Linked DNA regions of Mus musculus: all the other regions are linked to region 1. A link is a contact called in public HiChIP or PLAC-seq, Micro-C and promoter capture Hi-C data. All regions are on one chromosome and are shown on one strand. Each heading gives the region's core, a stretch centred on a gene start, on an enhancer-like site or on the middle of the called end of the contact. The rest is flanking DNA. Distances are from core to core; before and after follow the strand shown. Region 1 holds the start of Pfn1 (profilin 1). Region 2 overlaps Spns2 (spinster homolog 2). Region 3 holds the start of Mybbp1a (MYB binding protein (P160) 1a). Region 4 holds the start of Atp1b2 (ATPase, Na+/K+ transporting, beta 2 polypeptide). Region 5 holds the start of Slc25a35 (solute carrier family 25, member 35).

The links. Promoter capture Hi-C pulls out the DNA fragments that hold promoters and counts their contacts. Hi-C and Micro-C count contacts between places; a contact is called where the count stands out from the background. HiChIP or PLAC-seq counts read pairs in DNA pulled down with a chosen protein or histone mark.
Region 2: an HNF4G HiChIP or PLAC-seq map of pancreatic cancer cells shows a contact between it and region 1. The contact joins the enhancer-like site here to the promoter of Pfn1 in region 1. A contact is called at or near these places in 1 of 39 promoter capture datasets (embryonic stem cells) and 3 of 115 datasets of contacts at active chromatin or transcription factors (embryonic forebrain, embryonic stem cells and pancreatic cancer cells).
Region 3: a Micro-C map of embryonic stem cells shows a contact between it and region 1, with 2.8 times the contacts expected there. The contact joins the promoter of Mybbp1a here to the promoter of Pfn1 in region 1. A contact is called at or near these places in 3 of 39 promoter capture datasets (all in embryonic stem cells), 2 of 484 Hi-C or Micro-C datasets (embryonic fibroblasts and embryonic stem cells), 5 of 115 datasets of contacts at active chromatin or transcription factors (embryonic forebrain, embryonic stem cells and large pre-B cells) and 1 of 9 other capture datasets (embryonic stem cells).
Region 4: a contact with region 1 is called in a promoter capture Hi-C map of pre-B cells, with 4 times the contacts expected there. The contact joins the promoter of Atp1b2 here to the promoter of Pfn1 in region 1. A contact is called at or near these places in 2 of 39 promoter capture datasets (hippocampal neurons and pre-B cells) and 1 of 115 datasets of contacts at active chromatin or transcription factors (embryonic forebrain).
Region 5: a promoter capture Hi-C map of pre-B cells shows a contact between it and region 1, with 2.3 times the contacts expected there. The contact joins the promoter of Slc25a35 here to the promoter of Pfn1 in region 1. A contact is called at or near these places in 2 of 39 promoter capture datasets (liver and pre-B cells), 2 of 115 datasets of contacts at active chromatin or transcription factors (embryonic limb bud and pancreatic cancer cells) and 1 of 9 other capture datasets (liver).

The regions. Positions count from the first base shown.
Region 1 is chr11:70,652,743-70,656,054 of GRCm38.p6, reverse strand. Pfn1 (profilin 1) reads left to right here and starts at 1,405. Exons shown (of 3, transcript NM_011072.4): 1 at 1,405-1,706; 2 at 3,076-3,268. The coding sequence starts at 1,575. It also overlaps a transcript of Eno3 not described here.
Region 2 is chr11:72,465,883-72,469,193 of GRCm38.p6, reverse strand. All of the region lies in intron 2 of Spns2 (spinster homolog 2), which reads left to right. Among named protein-coding and RNA genes, the nearest start is that of Gm40194, 10 kb to the right of the region's middle. Within about 2 kb of position 1,908, at least 162 of the 459 cell types and tissues checked have an H3K27ac peak or open chromatin away from gene starts, as enhancers often do. A contact at or near this core is called in pancreatic cancer cells, where this site is marked.
Region 3 is chr11:72,439,615-72,442,621 of GRCm38.p6, reverse strand. It overlaps Mybbp1a (MYB binding protein (P160) 1a), which reads right to left and starts at 1,295. Exons shown (of 26, transcript NM_016776.3): 1 at 1,047-1,295; 2 at 849-944; 3 at 139-222; 4 at 1-52. The coding sequence starts at 1,238.
Region 4 is chr11:69,604,203-69,607,531 of GRCm38.p6, reverse strand. It overlaps Atp1b2 (ATPase, Na+/K+ transporting, beta 2 polypeptide), which reads left to right and starts at 1,572. Exons shown (of 7, transcript NM_013415.6): 1 at 1,572-2,271. The coding sequence starts at 2,160.
Region 5 is chr11:68,966,227-68,969,398 of GRCm38.p6, reverse strand. Slc25a35 (solute carrier family 25, member 35) reads right to left here and starts at 1,268. Exons shown (of 5, transcript NM_028048.2): 1 at 362-1,268. The coding sequence starts at 736.

The sequences.
Region 1 (3,312 bases), core at 156-2,655:
TGTCCCGCCCCTCCTCTCTTATCTCCTGCCGCTCCCTGCGGGATTTTTCCACCCCCGGGCAGGAGGCGCGCAGATCAGAGGTCAAGGGATGGCGGGCGCAGGCCGCCACGTGCCCCAGCGCGGCCCCGCCCGTGACTCAGCCACGCGGCTGTCGAAGAACCTCGGCTGGGGGGCGTGGGGAGCCAGAATTTGGGGATGAACGTCAGGGAACCCAACCCGGCTCCAAAAGGCAGCGAACCAAGTACTTCCACTGGGAGAGGCTGCACACCCTGGCGCCCCTCCTCCGAGGGACCGGAAGCGGCCGAGCCCCTCGGAGGCCAGGGTCCCGGGTGACTCCTTTACTCCCTCCAGCCTCAGTGGCCTGCCATTCGCCCCTAGACCTGCTCGGCGGCGAGTGAGCTGACCGCACATAAATACTTAGCAAAAGTTTTTCTGGAAAAGAAGAAAGCCCCAGTGCGTCCAAAGTAGAGGGGACTTTCCTCTTCTTATAAAAGTTGTCATCCTTGGTACTTTAGTATTCTTCCGCCTTGAAAAATGAGTCCCGTCGTGTCACCCGGGTGGCGCCCCTATTCAGTGACCTCTGTAGACAGGGTTCAGGCATGGGGCGAGGCTGAGCTGGAGCGGATCCAGCGAAGGGAATGATTCCTCGGGAATCTAGGGACGCGCTCGAATGAACCCAACGTGTGCGCTGTACATGGCAGACGGTTGGGACAGGTGCCCTGGTTGGAGAGACCTTTAGTACTGAAAATGACTAGAGTATTATATCGATTTCACTTTTGCTCCCTTATCGTTTAGATAAATGTGGAGAAGGCAGCAGGGCCCAACCCGGGGCGTCTGCCCGTCCCGACTGCTGGGGACGCGTCTTCCCTCCTCGGATGGTCCAAATGTGTCCCGCCAGGCGCGCGCTCACGCAGCCAAGCCGCTAGCCCCAACCGCCCCACGCGCTGGCTTCTCACTGCCCCGGCGCAGGCGCGGGCGCACGCGCCGCCGCCCGCCGTTCCTTCCCTCCCGCGGAGGTGGGGGTTGGGGGGTGGAGGAATGATTCGGTTTAACCCTGGGTTCCCCGAACCCACTTCAACTTGCTCAACCTTACTAATTTTCTTTTTTTTTTTTTTTTCTTTTTCTTTCCCTGCTTCCTCTGGCTTCCTCCTTCTATAGCCAAGTGGTATTCAGGATGAATCGGAGCGAGCCCTAACCTTAACCTCTCCTGCCACCACCACTCTATATAGCCTTTGGCGTGGCTTTCCATCGAACTCGGCAAATTTTGCAAAGTGGGGGGAGGGTTTTTTAAAAATTGCATTTGCAAAAGTTCGCTATCTGGCCCGGCGGGGGGGGGGGGAGGATGGAGGGAGGGAATGGGGCGCAGGCCCCGCCCCGCCGCCCTTTGCAAATAAAAATCTAGAGGGGGGGGGGAGGAGCAGGAAGTGGCGGTGCGAGGGCTGCTGCACAGCTAACAGAGCCGCGTTCCGGACGGCAGCGCGTGCCCCGAGCTCTCTGCCTTCCCCCGCCCGCCAGCCCGAGCCCGAGCCCGCGATCCCAGCAACAGCCCGCAGAGCAGCCCCAGCAGCAGCGCCATGGCCGGGTGGAACGCCTACATCGACAGCCTTATGGCGGACGGGACCTGTCAGGACGCGGCCATCGTAGGCTACAAGGACTCGCCCTCCGTCTGGGCCGCCGTCCCCGGGAAGACCTTCGTTAGCATTACGGTACTGCGAGGCTCGTGCGGTCCCGAGCAGTGACCGGCCTTAGACCCTCTGGGGGACTGGGGTGGGGGCGGGCGCAGGCGAGCGAGGGCAGCGGGAGGCCGTGATCCGGTCCTCTCCCATCGGCGGGGCGAATGGCGGCTGCGTGAGACTGGCTCCCTCTGTGGTTCCCCGGGCTCTACGCCCCTCGGCGGCGGCGCCCATCTCGCCCGCCGCCCCGCTTTCTGCGACCGGGCGTTACATCCGGGGCCCAGGGCGGGGAGGGGCGCGGCGGCCGGTGCGGCGGCCCACTTCCGCCTCCTCCAGGGCGGGGCGGGCACGCGCTGCAGTTTTAGCCCGGGATTATGATTGATAAGGGGCTCCGGAGCCTGGACTCCCCTTCGGGCCGAATGCTCGCTCTCCCTCCACCATTGTTCCCCCTGACGCTGATGGGAGCGCCAGGCGCGTGGCCTTGGGCCCGGGCCGGACCTCGGTAGCCACCCTGCCCCTCCCAGCTCCGTTAGAGAGGGCGAGGCCGCCACACACACACACACCCCCCAAGTCGGCACGTTAGCCTCAACATTCCTGGGAGGCCGATTCCGGAAGTCCCCTCGCCCTCCCTTCCCGCCATCCGCCCGGGCCCGGCGTAGGGGAACTTTGTGAGAAGTTCTGAGACGGTAAAAGTGAAGGAATAAGGTTGCTGCTGTCCCTACCACCACCTTCCCTGACCACACTGCCCGGAAGTGGGGAGGGGGAGCGGAAGTTCGAATGGGGGGAGGGGATTTCCGGGCGGGAGGGTACCGGATATAGGGGTTTGGGGGTTTAAGGGGGAGAAGGAGAAAGGTTCTCTGGGATGTCTAGACTCACACACAGACTAGTCTCCTGCCCTAATAAACTTTTTGAACTTAATTAGAGAGCCCCCGGGGTCAGCTTCCTTATCTTGGGGCATAGCTACCTGGACCCAAACTCCAGGTTACCCGGAGACCCAGGCGTCCGGGCTCCTAACAACGCCTGCAGAACCTTTGACCAAATAAGGACAAAGTTACTTCTCCTCCCTTCCTACCCCCTCCCTTCCCCTCTTTGCTTCTGCTTTTCCTGAAGGGCTGTTCTGAGCATCCAAAGGCTCCCCCTCGATCATTGATCGATTTCTGGTACCCAGCATTTGCTTTCCCTATTAAGCATGAACATCTAAGACTTCAGAGGAATACTTTTTCCTCCTTGACCCATTTACCAGACTTTAGGACCATGATCGGTCTCTGCAATACCCACAGTACTGGGTTTTCCCCCCAACTTTTGGTGGTGTGGATGAAGCACCCTCAACTCCAGCTCCACAGTACATAAGAGGACAAGTTATGCAGGTGCACTAACTTAATGAGGTGATTAATTCTTTTAGCCAGCTGAGGTTGGTGTCCTGGTAGGCAAAGACCGGTCAAGTTTTTTCGTCAATGGGCTGACACTTGGGGGCCAGAAATGTTCTGTGATCCGGGACTCACTGCTGCAAGACGGGGAATTTACAATGGATCTTCGTACCAAGAGCACCGGAGGAGCCCCCACCTTCAATGTCACTGTCACCATGACTGCCAAGAGTGAGTTTGACTGATTCTCTAGCTTTGAAATCCTTTTGTTAGTC
Region 2 (3,311 bases), core at 659-3,158, 1.8 Mb before region 1:
TTCTGAGGGACATATAGTTCTCTGTCCTTTGCTTGGATTGTTCCTCCTGTACCTATCCTAGCAGCGTACAGGGACTGCCATTGGCCAGTGATACCCCTGAGGGCTAGGAAGAGCTGGAGGCTCCTCATCAGGCTGCAAAGGTGACCTGGCACATTCCTGACCCTGAATTCCTTTGTTCTTAAAGGAAGTCATAAGACTGGCAAGCTGGCTAAGTCATCTAGGATGAGTCTCTCTACTCGCTGGGGCCTCAGTGGCTCCAGCTGTAATGTGGGTACAGAAAAGTAGGGCTCAAGTTTTCTGATGGAATGGAGGAGCTTGGGAGCACGGCAGGCCTGACTGGCAGGTGGAAACACGTGCACTGCTGTTCTGGGAGCCTACCTAGCTGCAGTGATCCTACCCACTGCAGGAGCAAAAAGCCAGAGTGGGAGAGCCAGACGGCCCTGCTGAAAATGGTGCCATGTGGCCAAGGTCCAGGTGCCTGCCTCAGGTTCCTTCAGTCACTCAGTGAGGGCTTTTGAAAGCACTCCCTTCACAGGGGTGGGATGGGACATGCTAGGCCTCAGAATGTAAGCCCAGTCCTGGTCTCTAGGGACGTGTGTCCCCCTGTGGCCTTCTCACGCTGCAGCCTGACCCATCTCCTGCTGTTCCCAGTATAGCATGAATATTCTCTGACGTCAGGGGCGTCTGTGGGGACCATCCTCTTCCCAGTCTAGCATCAAGTGATATGATTTAAAGCGAGGGCTTCAGAGTCAGCTAAACTACAGTTTAATTTTGACTCAGACATACAGTTGCCCTGTGACATCACTTCTTTCAGCTGGGTCATCTTCTCTGTAAGATGAAGTTAGAGAGAGAATCGACAGAAATGATGAATGCATGTGCCAAGTGTGTGTCCAGGGCCTGGTCTGTCATAACTGATCCATCAGTGACAACTGCAGGCGTTATTAACAATAAGCATCGTGCTTCATTAACCATCGTACAATATGATTAGAAGACTTGAAATTTATATAATGTGTGTGTGAATGTGACAGTGTGCGCGTGCCTGTGACAGTGTGTGCGTGCCTCTGTGTGTGTGTGTGTGTGTGTGTCAGTGTGTGTGAGAGTATGTGTGTGTGCTTGTGTGTGTGTGTGTGAGAGAGAGAGTGTGTGTGCGTGTGTGTGTGAGAGTATGTGTGACTGTGTGTAAGAGATAGTGTGTGTGTGTGAGAGAATGTGTGTGAGAGAGTATGTGTGTGTGTGAGAGTATGTGTGTGTGAGTGTGTGAGAGAGTATGTGTGTGTGCATGTGTGTGTGAGTATGTATGTGAGAGAGTATGTGTGTGTGAGAGAGTATGTGTGTGTTCGTGTGTTGTGTGAGAGAGTATGTGTGCATGTGTGCATGTGTGTGACTGTGTATGAGAGATAATGTGTGTGTGTGAGAGTGTGTGTGCGTGTGTGTGAGAGTATGTGTGCATGTGTGCGTGTGTGTGACTGTGTGTGAGAGATAGTGTGAGGGGGAGCGAGAGAGTGGTGTGTGTGTGTGTGTGTGTGTGTGTGTGTGTGTGCATGTGTTGTCATCATGGTGAACTCCTAGGCACGTTTCATTACCCACTTTGACATTAGCAGGATTTGGTGACCCTTACTGATTCACAGGCTTTAAGTACATCAAGCTGTGCAATTCATGGTAGGACCTGCACTTTGGCTAGACAAGAGGCACTGCCTACTCAGATTGTCTCTGCCCACTCCCCACCCAGTTCAGACTGGCATACAGAAGGCAGTTGTTCCTCTTCCCCTCTAAACATGTGTAAGCCCTTTGAGACTAAGCTTTTCCTCGTCCACATCCTGATCTGATCTTGGGCAGGTCTTAGGAGGCAGAGCTGACAAGAAAGCATTCTTTCTGTAGATGTAAGGAAATAATACTGGCCCTGGCTAATGTAAACACGAGCCTTGTTGACCCAGCCTGCGCCTCGGAGGGCAGGGCATGAAGCACCTTCCCCCACACTGTCTCATCCAATACTCAAGCCACCAGAGCAGCAGCTATTTTTATCTTCATTTTACAGATGAGGAAGTTGGCGTGGGGAGCTGGCTTAGAGTGGCTCATGAGAGTCGATTGTTAAATTTTTAGGAATTGTGTGAGCCGATTGTTAGACACAGCCATTGTTAGAACTAAATCATAATAAACTTACAACTGAGTGATCTGTACTGAAAGAAGCTGATAAATTCTCAGAAGTCATCGCTTCCTAATTACTTTCTTACATCAAGACATTATCAGTGTGCTTAAGGTAAACTCCTTTTATCTGAATGGTGGAAACGCCTATGACTGAACAAGGTACTAAGCTCTGAGCTTCACATCTCTTAGGTGACTTGGCCTCAGCCGGGTAGAGTGTTTATACTGTGGAGATGCACAACCCCCAGGCATCGTGGGGCCCCTCCTCTGTCCCTTTTTAGAGAACCTGTTTCTACACATTTACCAGCACATCAATGAGGCTGACAATGACAGAGATGTGACCTGGCAAAGGAGCCTACCTAAGAAGGTGCAGAGCTGGGGTTGAACCCTATGGCGCAAGGACTGATTCTGCCCAAAGCTTAAGTCACAGACCTGAATTACCAGGTCCCCTCTCCTGTGTTTTCAAGTCTAGCGGAGAAAAGAACCCTTCATGCTACTCTGAGCAACCCACTTTGCCCTGCTCACGCCCTTCCTCTCGTCATTGCTCCTCCCCCTAAATACTGTCTCCCCAGAGGCTGCTAAACCACATACACATGAACCTAGCGTACAGAGGTCAGTGTTGTCTGGCCATCTGCCTACTGGCAGTGGGACTGCCTTCCATGAGACAGAGGGGACTCCCTGTCTGTGTAGTTGGCCTCTATTCTACCTGGATCTCTGTATCTCACCTAGAACACCAACCCCTCCCATCATCAACAGTGGCATTCTCTCCCAAGTCCCTGAACATTACTGTGCTCTTGTCCCAGCAGAGCCAAACCAGGTCATTAGTTCTTTGTTCAGCATCTCCTGCCTTCCCCGTGAGGATCCCACTCCATCTGGCCTCTTAGCCTTGTCTTCCACCCTTCCCCCTCCGTCACTTTGCTTCAGACACTCTGGCCTCTTTCACGCCCCGCAAACACACCAAGTGCACTCTAGCTCTCCTTTCCCCGGTACTTCTATGACTGTTTCCTTGTCTCCTGCAGGTCTTTGCTGAGTTGAAATGTCACCGTCTCTTCTATTTAATACTGTATGATCTGTCTTCTCTCTCATACATGTATTCTCAATAAAATTTTATGATAATGTCTATCATACTCTAAGGCAACACTGGACTCTGGCTGTACAGAGCAGCAGAG
Region 3 (3,007 bases), core at 46-2,545, 1.8 Mb before region 1:
AGAGGGCTAGCACTCCAAAAAGGTTTGCAAAGAGACTAGGTCTCATCATTGCCTAGAAAAAGATTGAAAACACAGGTGAAGAGGGTCCCTCCCCATAGCTGTTCAGGAGCAGGTTGTCTGTCTGGGAATCTCACGCACCTTGTTCATGGCTTGTAGGCTGTATTTTTCTTGTATCTGATCCAGGATGTCACACAATGGGATGTCTTCAAAAGACTGCAACAGCTACCAGGCAAGACCAGAAAGAGCTCAGGAGTGGCCCAGGGACAACAAACCAGACCAAGTCCATTTCCCTCCTTCAGCTTTCCCCAATATAATCTCCGTGCTCCTCCCATCCCTCACAAGCGCTACTGCTTTCAAGGGACCACATCTTACATGGCTAAGCCCCACCTCCATCAAGGCTTCAGAAGGCCTAGGCTGCTTCTGTACCTCTTGGGAAAACCCATCCCATCCAAAGATCCTGTTCTGAGTTGCCTTGAGGCTGGTTAGTCTTCATTGCTTTTTGCTGTACAAATTTCTACGTGGTCTGTCATCAGTTGCCTTCCTAACCTGGAGGCGGCTCCCCAACCTTGCAGAAATCAACCTCAAAGTTCACTACTTCCAGTAACTGTAGCTAATACTCTGTAGCTGATAAACGTGTATCAGAAAGAAAACGTGTTCAACTCTTCCACCTGCCTGGACTTTGCTGTACATAGGCCATGTTTTGGCACTTCCTCCCACCCAAGTAAGGATGCCTGTATCCCCTCTGAAGCATCTCGGATTTCTTCTTACCCCGCAGCTTCGGTGCCCCCTACCCTTAGACGCCACCTTTGCCCAGCGAGATCGTGCCCTTGCCAGACACACAGTCTCACCTGTGCCAGCGCCAGGCTGTAGCAGGGCCTAGCGGCTTCTCGGCCCACCCCAAGCCCAGTGATTAGGCGCTTCAGGGCATATTTCATCTCCGAATCCTACGGAACCAAGAACATCCCTCGTGTTCAACAGTGATCTGAAGGGCCCACCCCTCCCCCTTGCATCCAGAGCCACGATGGGCCTGGGCCCCTCCATCATACATTGGGCCTTGTGCGCAAGTACTCCAACAACTTCTCCGTGGCCCGGAGCCGCGTTTCCTGATCCGGTTTCGCAATGTCCCAGAAGAAGTCCAAGAACTCGCGGCTGTGCTCCAGCAGGCTGTGGCGGTCGCTTTGCGCCGCTTCTGCGGGAGTCGCAGGCTCAGCTTTCGTGGGGCTCTTCATCTCCGCCATGCTGAGCCAAACACGTGGGCTCAGAAGACAGTCACTTCCAGGTCAGGTCTCGGCGCCTGCGCACTGGGACGTCCGAGTGAGGGCGGGGCCTAGCAGGTTGGAAGTGGCTTCCGTACGGCCTTGCCTTTCCCTTGTGGCTGTGGGTGGAGCAGAGTGTTCTCACACGCGCGTGTGCTCAGAAACTGATGCTTCGATCTCTTCCTTTAACCTGGAGGAGTTCCTGACGACCGGAGGTGCAAACAAATCCACGAAAAAGCCGTAGTATGATCTCTTCCCAGACCCGGGTCTGCTCGCGATCTAGTCCGAGACATCCGCTATTATTCCGCTTTTATTGTGTGCATCCGAACAAAGCCGCGGCTTCTGTGGACTTCCTTTCTAGTGGGAAGAGATGGTTGATGAACGAGTAGACAAATACATTTTAAATGATAGTTATGAGGAAAATAAGGAATGTAGGGAGCAGAGGGAGCCTTTTAAATGTTAAAAAACGTGAAAACATCGCCTGTTAAAAATTAAAGGGAGGGGCTGGAGAGATGGCTCATCGGTTAAGAGCTCTGACTACTCTTCCAGAGGTCCTGAGTTCAGTTCCCAGCAACCACATGGTGGCTCACAACCATCTGTAATGGGATCCAATCCACTCTTCTGGTGTGTCTGAAGACAGATACAGTGTATTCATAAAAATAAACAGCCGGGAGGTGGTGGCACACGCCTTTAATCCCAGCACTTGGGAGGCAGAGACAGGCGGATTTCTGAGTTTGAGGCCAGCCTGGTCTACAAAGTGAGTTCCAGGACAGCCAAGACTATACAGAGAAACCCTGTCTCGAAAAACCAAAAAAAAAAAAAAAACAAAAAACAAAAAAAAAAATAAAATAAAATAAACAACATTTTCTTAAAAAAAAAAAATTAAAGGGAAGCCGGGCATGGTGGTGCACACCTTTGATCCCAGCACTTGGGAGGCAGAGGCAGGTGGATTTCTGAGTTCAAGGCCAGCCTGGTCTACAAAGTGAGTTCCAGGGCAGCCAGGGCTACACAGAGAAACCCTGTCTCGAAAAACCAAACCAAACCAAAACAAAACAAAACAAAAAAAACCAAAAAACCCAAAACCACACACACACACAAAAACAAAACCAAAAAAAAAATTAAAGGGAAAATTCTATAGATTCTAAGATTCTATTTAAGAGACCATGACAAGACTGACATGTGAGCTGACAGCTGAGGGACAAGATGGGCTCTATTGTCCCCAGGGCAAAAATCTAAGAGCAGGCCAAGGACATTTCTTCTACAGAGGCCACTCATCTCTTACGGGAATGAGGTCAGTAAGGTGAGGAGGAGGACTCAGGTGCCAGGAGCAAGGTTATATAGAACCCAGGGCCAGGCTCAAGGGTTCAGAATTTCTTCAGAGAGTGCAGGGAGGATTTACATCTGATTTACAGTTTTAAAAGGTCAACTGTTAGCTGAGAGCAGCCACAGCCCGTGGCTGTGAGTACCGAGGCAGTGAATTATGCTGGAGTAAGGCCTTGGCTAACCTATGGCAAATGTCAACGTAGGCGATGACCTGGGCCAAAGGAGATGATTTGCTAGAAAGGACACCAGGCTAAAAGCTAAAATCGTTGAATAGATGGTGGAATCATTGCGCCTAGCAATGTTTTGTCTGAGAGAGAAGTGGAGATGGTACAATTAAGAGCTCTGCTAGCTTGGGTTTGGGGATATGGTATGGAAATAGAACACCAGCCAAGCACATCAGTGCTCTAAATTTGATCCCCAAGCCAACA
Region 4 (3,329 bases), core at 323-2,822, 1.0 Mb after region 1:
ATCCCAGGTAGCTGAGTCCAGATATGGCCAGCATGCCTGGAAGATCCATTAAACTTAATTATGTCATTTCACAATGCTAGAATTACTTCCGTGATACTTGGAGTAAAATTGGAATTACAGTCAGACATAGTCATGAACACCTATAATTTCAGCAGAGGAAGGCAACCCTGGAGCTGGATATGGTGGTACACACCTGCAATCCCAGTATTCAGGAGTGGAAACCACCTTGGCTGCTTCAGACCAGTGTCCCAGACCAGCCTCAGATAAACAGGATCCTGTCTCAAGAAAAGAAAAATAAAAACCAACCAACCAACCAACCAAACAAACAAACAAAACACATTACTAGCATCACCGAGAGTAATAAAATATCATAGTGGCATATTTTTATAAACCCAGAATGTGGGGGGCAGAGGCAGGAGCATCTCTTCAAGGCTAGCCTTGTGTACAGGATCCACATGGTAGAAGAAAAAAACCAATTCCTCTAAGTATGGACTGTGGTGTTCCTGCCACAGAAAGAAATAAAGATAATGGCCTTCTTCCTCTTCCTCTTCCTCTTCCTCTTCCTCTTCCTCTTCCTCTTCCTCTCCTTCTCCTTCTCCTTCTCCTTCTCCTTCTCCTTCGATTTATTTATTATTATATGTAAGTACACTGTAGCTGTCTTCAGACACACAAGGTCAGATCTCATTATGGATGGTTGTGAGCCACCATGTGGTTGTTGGGATTTGAACTCAGGACCTTCAGAAGAGCAGTCAGTGCTCTTAACTGCTGAGCCATCTCTCCAGCCTGCCCCTCTTCTTCTTAAGCTATTGGGCTGCAACATCACTCCAAGGGAACCCAGGTTCCAGAGCTGGGGCATCAGGTGTAGGTGCTCCAGCAAGCGTGGGCTGGAGATCAGACCTGGTGGGGAGGGGCGGCTGGAAGGCAGGACCCATGCAGACCTGGCTGTAGATCAGGGACACAGGGAAATTTTGGGGCTCAAACAAGTTTGGAAAGATGGCAGGGACCCTGGTCATGGAGAACAGGTAGGTTGGACAAAGGAGCCAGTGGAACCGAGAAGAAGGGCGTCCTGTGGTGGCTTCTATCCCTCTCTATGTTCTAGTTTCTAGGCTCTTTCTTGGTGTCTGGCGCTTGCTTTTCTTTATTCCTCTCACATTCAGCCCTCTGTTCCGGAGGCTTTCGAAGTAACTCTATCTTAGTCTCTTTTTAAATTCCCTGCCCCGGGCCCCCCACTTTTGAGTACGTATCAGCTCGTCTTTCAGTTTGAGCCTCTCAGGAGGTGTTCTCTTCTTTAGGTCTACCCAGACTCTCACCCTCTTGTCTTCTTTTCCAATCTTGTTTCAGTACTGTACCTGGGGTCTGGGGTAGGAAGAACCCGCTAGGACCAAAAAAAAAAAAAAAAAAAAAAAAAAAAAAGGCGCCAGGGGGCGGGTCCAATCCATCTTCATTTGCATATGTATGAGGTCTCCTGAGCGAGCAACGAAGAGGCGGGGTTCCTGAGGGGTGGGTGGGAAGGGGGCGGACACCCTCAGAGTCACAGACTATAAAGACTGTGCGCAGGGTTCGCGCTCCCCGCACTGCTGAGGAGCGGAGCCTCCGATTGGGGGGCCCCTATCCTTGTCTTTCCCCCACAACTGCTTGTCCCCGCCCCAGCTCCCACTGGCTGGGCCAACTGTGGTGTGGCTGTCGCCGTTTGTCGGAGGAGCCTTAATCGGCCACCTGCCGCGTTCTACAGCCTCTTTGCATCTCGGATTTCGGGGCGGCTCCCTCCCCCATCTTTCCCTGCTTCTTTGCACCCCGCTTTTTCTGCGTTTCGCTCGAATTTTGGAGCCGTCTGGTTTTGCACCCCTTTTTGTTTTGCTTCTAGGCGGTGTGTGGGGTGAAGGTGCCTCGGCATCCCTTTCCCTGGTTATCTTTCCCTGTTTTGACAGCCCCCCTTTCTATCGCAGTCGGGGGGCCTAGCCTCGGTGCACCTTCGCCGCACTGCCAGCAGACCACAGTGCGTGGCTGTGCACCCCGGAATTTGCAGCAGCTGTATATCTGACTGGAGTCTCCCTGCCTCGCTCCCGCGCGCATTTGGTGCGTGGAGGGCTTCAGCGCGCGACGCCCCGGCTTCTCCGCAGCCCCCAGCAGCGCGCCGGGACTCGCCCCGTGCCTCCAAGATGGTCATCCAGAAAGAGAAGAAGAGCTGCGGGCAGGTGGTTGAGGAGTGGAAGGAGTTCGTGTGGAACCCGCGGACGCACCAGTTCATGGGGCGCACCGGGACCAGCTGGGGTACGCGGGGCTGGCGCGGGAAAGGTGGTAGCTGACCGCTCGGCGATGCCTTTGGGGCGCAGGGTCCCGCGGGCGTCGCCCCAGCTCCCCTGCCGGGTCCCTGGCGTCCAGCCCCCACTGTCGGGCTTTGGATCGGGAGGGGCCCCGAATCAGCGGTCTAATCTCTCTGACTGGCCGCTGCGGAGGCGGAGAAAGTAGGTCACTGCCGCCTGCCCGCCCCCCGCGGAGCCCCCTCGGGCGGGGGGTCGCGGGCTCTGCGCGCGTGTCCGTGCCACGGCGCTCCCGCTCCGGCTCAGGCCCTGCGGCTGCACACGGTCATCATCCCTCTCCCCGAAGAGTGCCCTAACTCTCCCTCTGGCTCTCACTAGCTAGCCAACCTCGTTTATTTTTAGCTCTCACCCACCCCCTTGGACCCTGGGAACATTCATGAGGAGGCGGATCTGGCAGGGGGGTCTTGGGAGGGGGGGTTCTTAACAGCGGAAGTTGTTTGTCTGTATTCCACCATTGGGCGTTTGGAGTCCTCTGTGGCTGCTTTGTGGGTGGGGGGCTGCCAGGAGGGATGGTATTTTTCCAGGCTTGAGGTTTTCAGATGTCAGAGGTGGAGGGAGTAATGGTCACTGTGCTGATATGGGTACATCCTCAGGCAGGGTGTTTACATGGGACTCAGATGCCTTGGAAGAACTCTCTACCCTTACCTCATGGGTGTGCAAGGACTTAGGTAGTCAGGGGCTGCTGATGGGTACCCGGTGAGGTAAGGGTGACTGACAGTCTTGCAAGACAGTGCCAAGCTGGAGAATTGAAGCACAAGGGATTCTGTGTGACATAATTTACGACATATCCACATCGATTGGACACAGTCTTCATCAGACCACCCACCTGAGGCTTAGGGGACCATGAAAGGAGATCAATGCAGCCCTTGTCCTCAAGGAACCCAAGACCCTGTGGGATGTGAAGGATCAACGATGGATGCTTGGGCTACTCAGAAGCCTCCACAGAGGAACTGTCTTCTTAGGTAGAAAGACTGAGAGTTCAGGGAGATTGGAACAGCATGTCCTCCT
Region 5 (3,172 bases), core at 19-2,518, 1.7 Mb after region 1:
GTTAACTGAAGCACTGAGAAGACTCAGGGTGGACTGTAGTTAGAAGCCAGGCTGGGCTACAAGAGCAAGTGTTGATACTACAATATAGGGAGACCCTGCCTCAACAAACAAATGACACCCCAACTCAAAGGAGTTCTCCTTACGCTAAGTCTGTAATCTTCATCAACACATTGCAGAGTCTGTTGGGTGTCTGTGTATAAGGCAGATCAGAAGGCCTTGAAGCTTGCCAGCATTTTCCTGTGCCATTTTCTGCTTATGGGGCACAGCACCCTGTCACCAATGCCTTTGTAAAGGGCAGGCTCCCACCCTCTGCCAAAAGTCTTTTCTGAAAGCCCCAGACCAGACAGACCCCTCTTCTTACCATGTAGATTGGGCTTCCCAGATATGCTCCCATGACCCCAGCAAGGGCCCCAGCTGCGGCGCTGCGGACAGGACTGTGGGTGCCTTCATTAGTGTGCAGGTAACCCCGAGACTCTGCCAGCCCGTAGGTGCCCAGTCGGATGCCATTCATCAAGAACTGGTACAAGAGCGCAGGGCCCAGGCCCTTCTGCAGGGCAGCTAGGCCATCCACCTTGCCAATGGTGAAGAAGGCGTGGAAGACGTTTCGGTAGTGGCGCTGGTAGGTGCCTGGGGCCTGCAGTTCTCCCTGCAATTGCATTCTGGTCTTCACAACCTCCAAGGGATTGGTGAACACACAGGCTCCACAGGCTGCTACACCACTCATTAAGAAGTCCATGGTAAAGGTAGAAACAGCTTCAGAAAGCAGGGATGGATATGAACAACACCTGGCTCTTTGAAGCCCAGGCTGCAACAGGTAGAAATTTAAGAGAGCTAAATTGTCTGGGTCAAATGTCAAGAAGTCAAGTGAGGTTAGAGGGAGTTTGGGGATCAGAAGGTAGCAAAAGGAAAGAAAGAGGAGTGTAGTAGGGTATGGCAACAAGGCCCTGTTGACAAGGGAACTGAGATCAGGGAGGAGCAGAAGTTAGAAGCTGGCAGGTGGGAATGCCTAGGATGGGGGTACCAGAGCGTATCTTAGGAAAACGGAGTTACGAAATGGTAGCTGGAGAAGCAGGAAAAAGAAAAGCAACAACAGAAAAAGAATCAGAGGGAAAAGCCGAAGGTGGCTCGACAACAGCGAGAGGAGGGTTGTGAAAGAAGTTAGGATTCCGGCTAAGAATAAGCGTGGCAAAGTAGCTGCGGGAGCTAGAGCACCTTTACCCGAGGTAGTCTGCAGAGGCCGGGCGGCCACTCTCGGGTCCTTGGAACGCAGCGCCAATGGGGACTCTCCAAGAGCTGCAGCCGAGCGCCTCAGCCAATCAGCGAAGAGCCGGCTCAGCAGCCAATGGGAGGCGCTGCCATCGGCCGGGCCCTCGGCCTCAACTAAAACGGGTTGGGTTAACTCTCCTCGCCCCGGCTCCCAGGCCTGGCATTGGGAGGGTGCCGGAGGCGGGGAGATGTTTTTGGTTTTTGTTTTTGTTAATCACTGTCCAGGAACTGGGGTGGGCCGGGATGCAGAGGCTGAGCGCGGAGGGTTGGGCAGCGACTCCTGTGGGTGGCGGGCTCTCTGCGATCGTCCTCAATCCCAGGTCATCTCTGTTTGGGGTTTGCCTGACCGCAGACACGCCCAGCGCTGTTCGGATGCCAGGATAGTCCGGAAACTGCAGTCCCGCCCGCCGGGGCGATGGTACACACCTGCTGGACAGCACCCATCCCCTAAGGCCGAGTAAACTGTAGGGTCTAGTACCAGGGTGTGGCCAGCTGCGGGCGCCCAGGGAGGGAGGCCTGAAGGCCAGCCAGGGGAAAAAAAAAAAAAAAAACAAAACCTTGATCTTATTAAGCTCTTGATCGTCACAATGACCTAGAGGAGGCCGGGCAGGTCAAGACAAGGATTTCCATCTCCTCCTCAGCGAGGCTTAGGTTACAGAAACAGACTTGTTTCTTGTCCTTGCTTCATTCGTATGAATAATTATGAAAGAGCCCGGGGGGGGGGGAGGCTGGAAAAGAGCTTAAAGAGAAAGCTTGGAGAAAGAAGGTAGGAGTTTAGGTGGCGTCATTTGGGCGGCAGGAAGAAGCAGAGGGCTCACCTGAGTCAACTACCCTGCTTAGCGCTGAATTCCGGTTTATATTTTCCTTCCTACTATATAGATGACCGTGGGCAAGTTTCTTATCTTCTCAGGAACCCCTTGTAAAATGAGATAATATCTGTGGGACATACTCCAAAGGAGAGGTTGCCCTTGTGTTACACGCTCAGTAATTTACTGGGAAGTCTGGAGTTGACAGAACTCTTCCCACTTCCCCGAGGTCCCCGCAGCTTTCTTTGGTGACGTTCAGGTCAGGTTGAGCATCTTCTGATGGCTTTTCAAGTTGTCCCTATTCAGCCTCATTCTACTTTGTTCCTCAAACATACCTATTTTTAGGAATACCTCAAAAACATTCCTATTGTTCTTAGCTAGTGGTTAATTTCCCTACTTCACGATACTGGAAACTCTAGAAGCTTGGGGGTGGGAGAGAGGCAGATCTGAGTCTTAGGTTGTTTGCCAGACAACTTTGCTGTGTGTAGCCTTTAGGAGCCTCAAACTCAAAATCCTCCTGCCTCAGCATGTGGAGTGCTGAAGATTTCCAGCCTGCTGCCCTACTGGGTGACACCACACTTGGCTTCACACCCTGAGCTTAAAGCCTAGGGTTCTCAAAAGTATGGTGGCTATAGCAGCAGTAGTGCCTGAGAACTTAGAAATACATCCAGTCTCACTGGAAACTCCCTGAACCAGAAGAACTCTGCAGGTGGACCCCCACATTCTTTCACTAAGTCCCCCTGGGTGCTTAACATTCAGCATTACTGGGTGACACTTTCTGTCTTTAATACCAGATGCCCAAGAGATTGACAGATTTTAAGGTTTTTTTTGTTTGTTTATTTGTTTGTTTTGGTTTTTTTTTAAGTAATTTTTATTCTTTCTCAAGGCAGAGTTTCTCTGTGTAGCCCTGGCTGTCTTGGAACTCACTCTGTAGACCAGGCTCACCTCAAACTCACAGAAATCTGCCTGCCTCTGTCTCCCAAGTGCTGGGATTAAAGGCAGCAAATAAGAGCAAGTGGCTGATCTTTCACAGGACCCAGTTTTGTTGCTTTGTTTTGAGACAGGGTTCCTCTGTGTAGCCCTGGCTGTACTGGAACTCA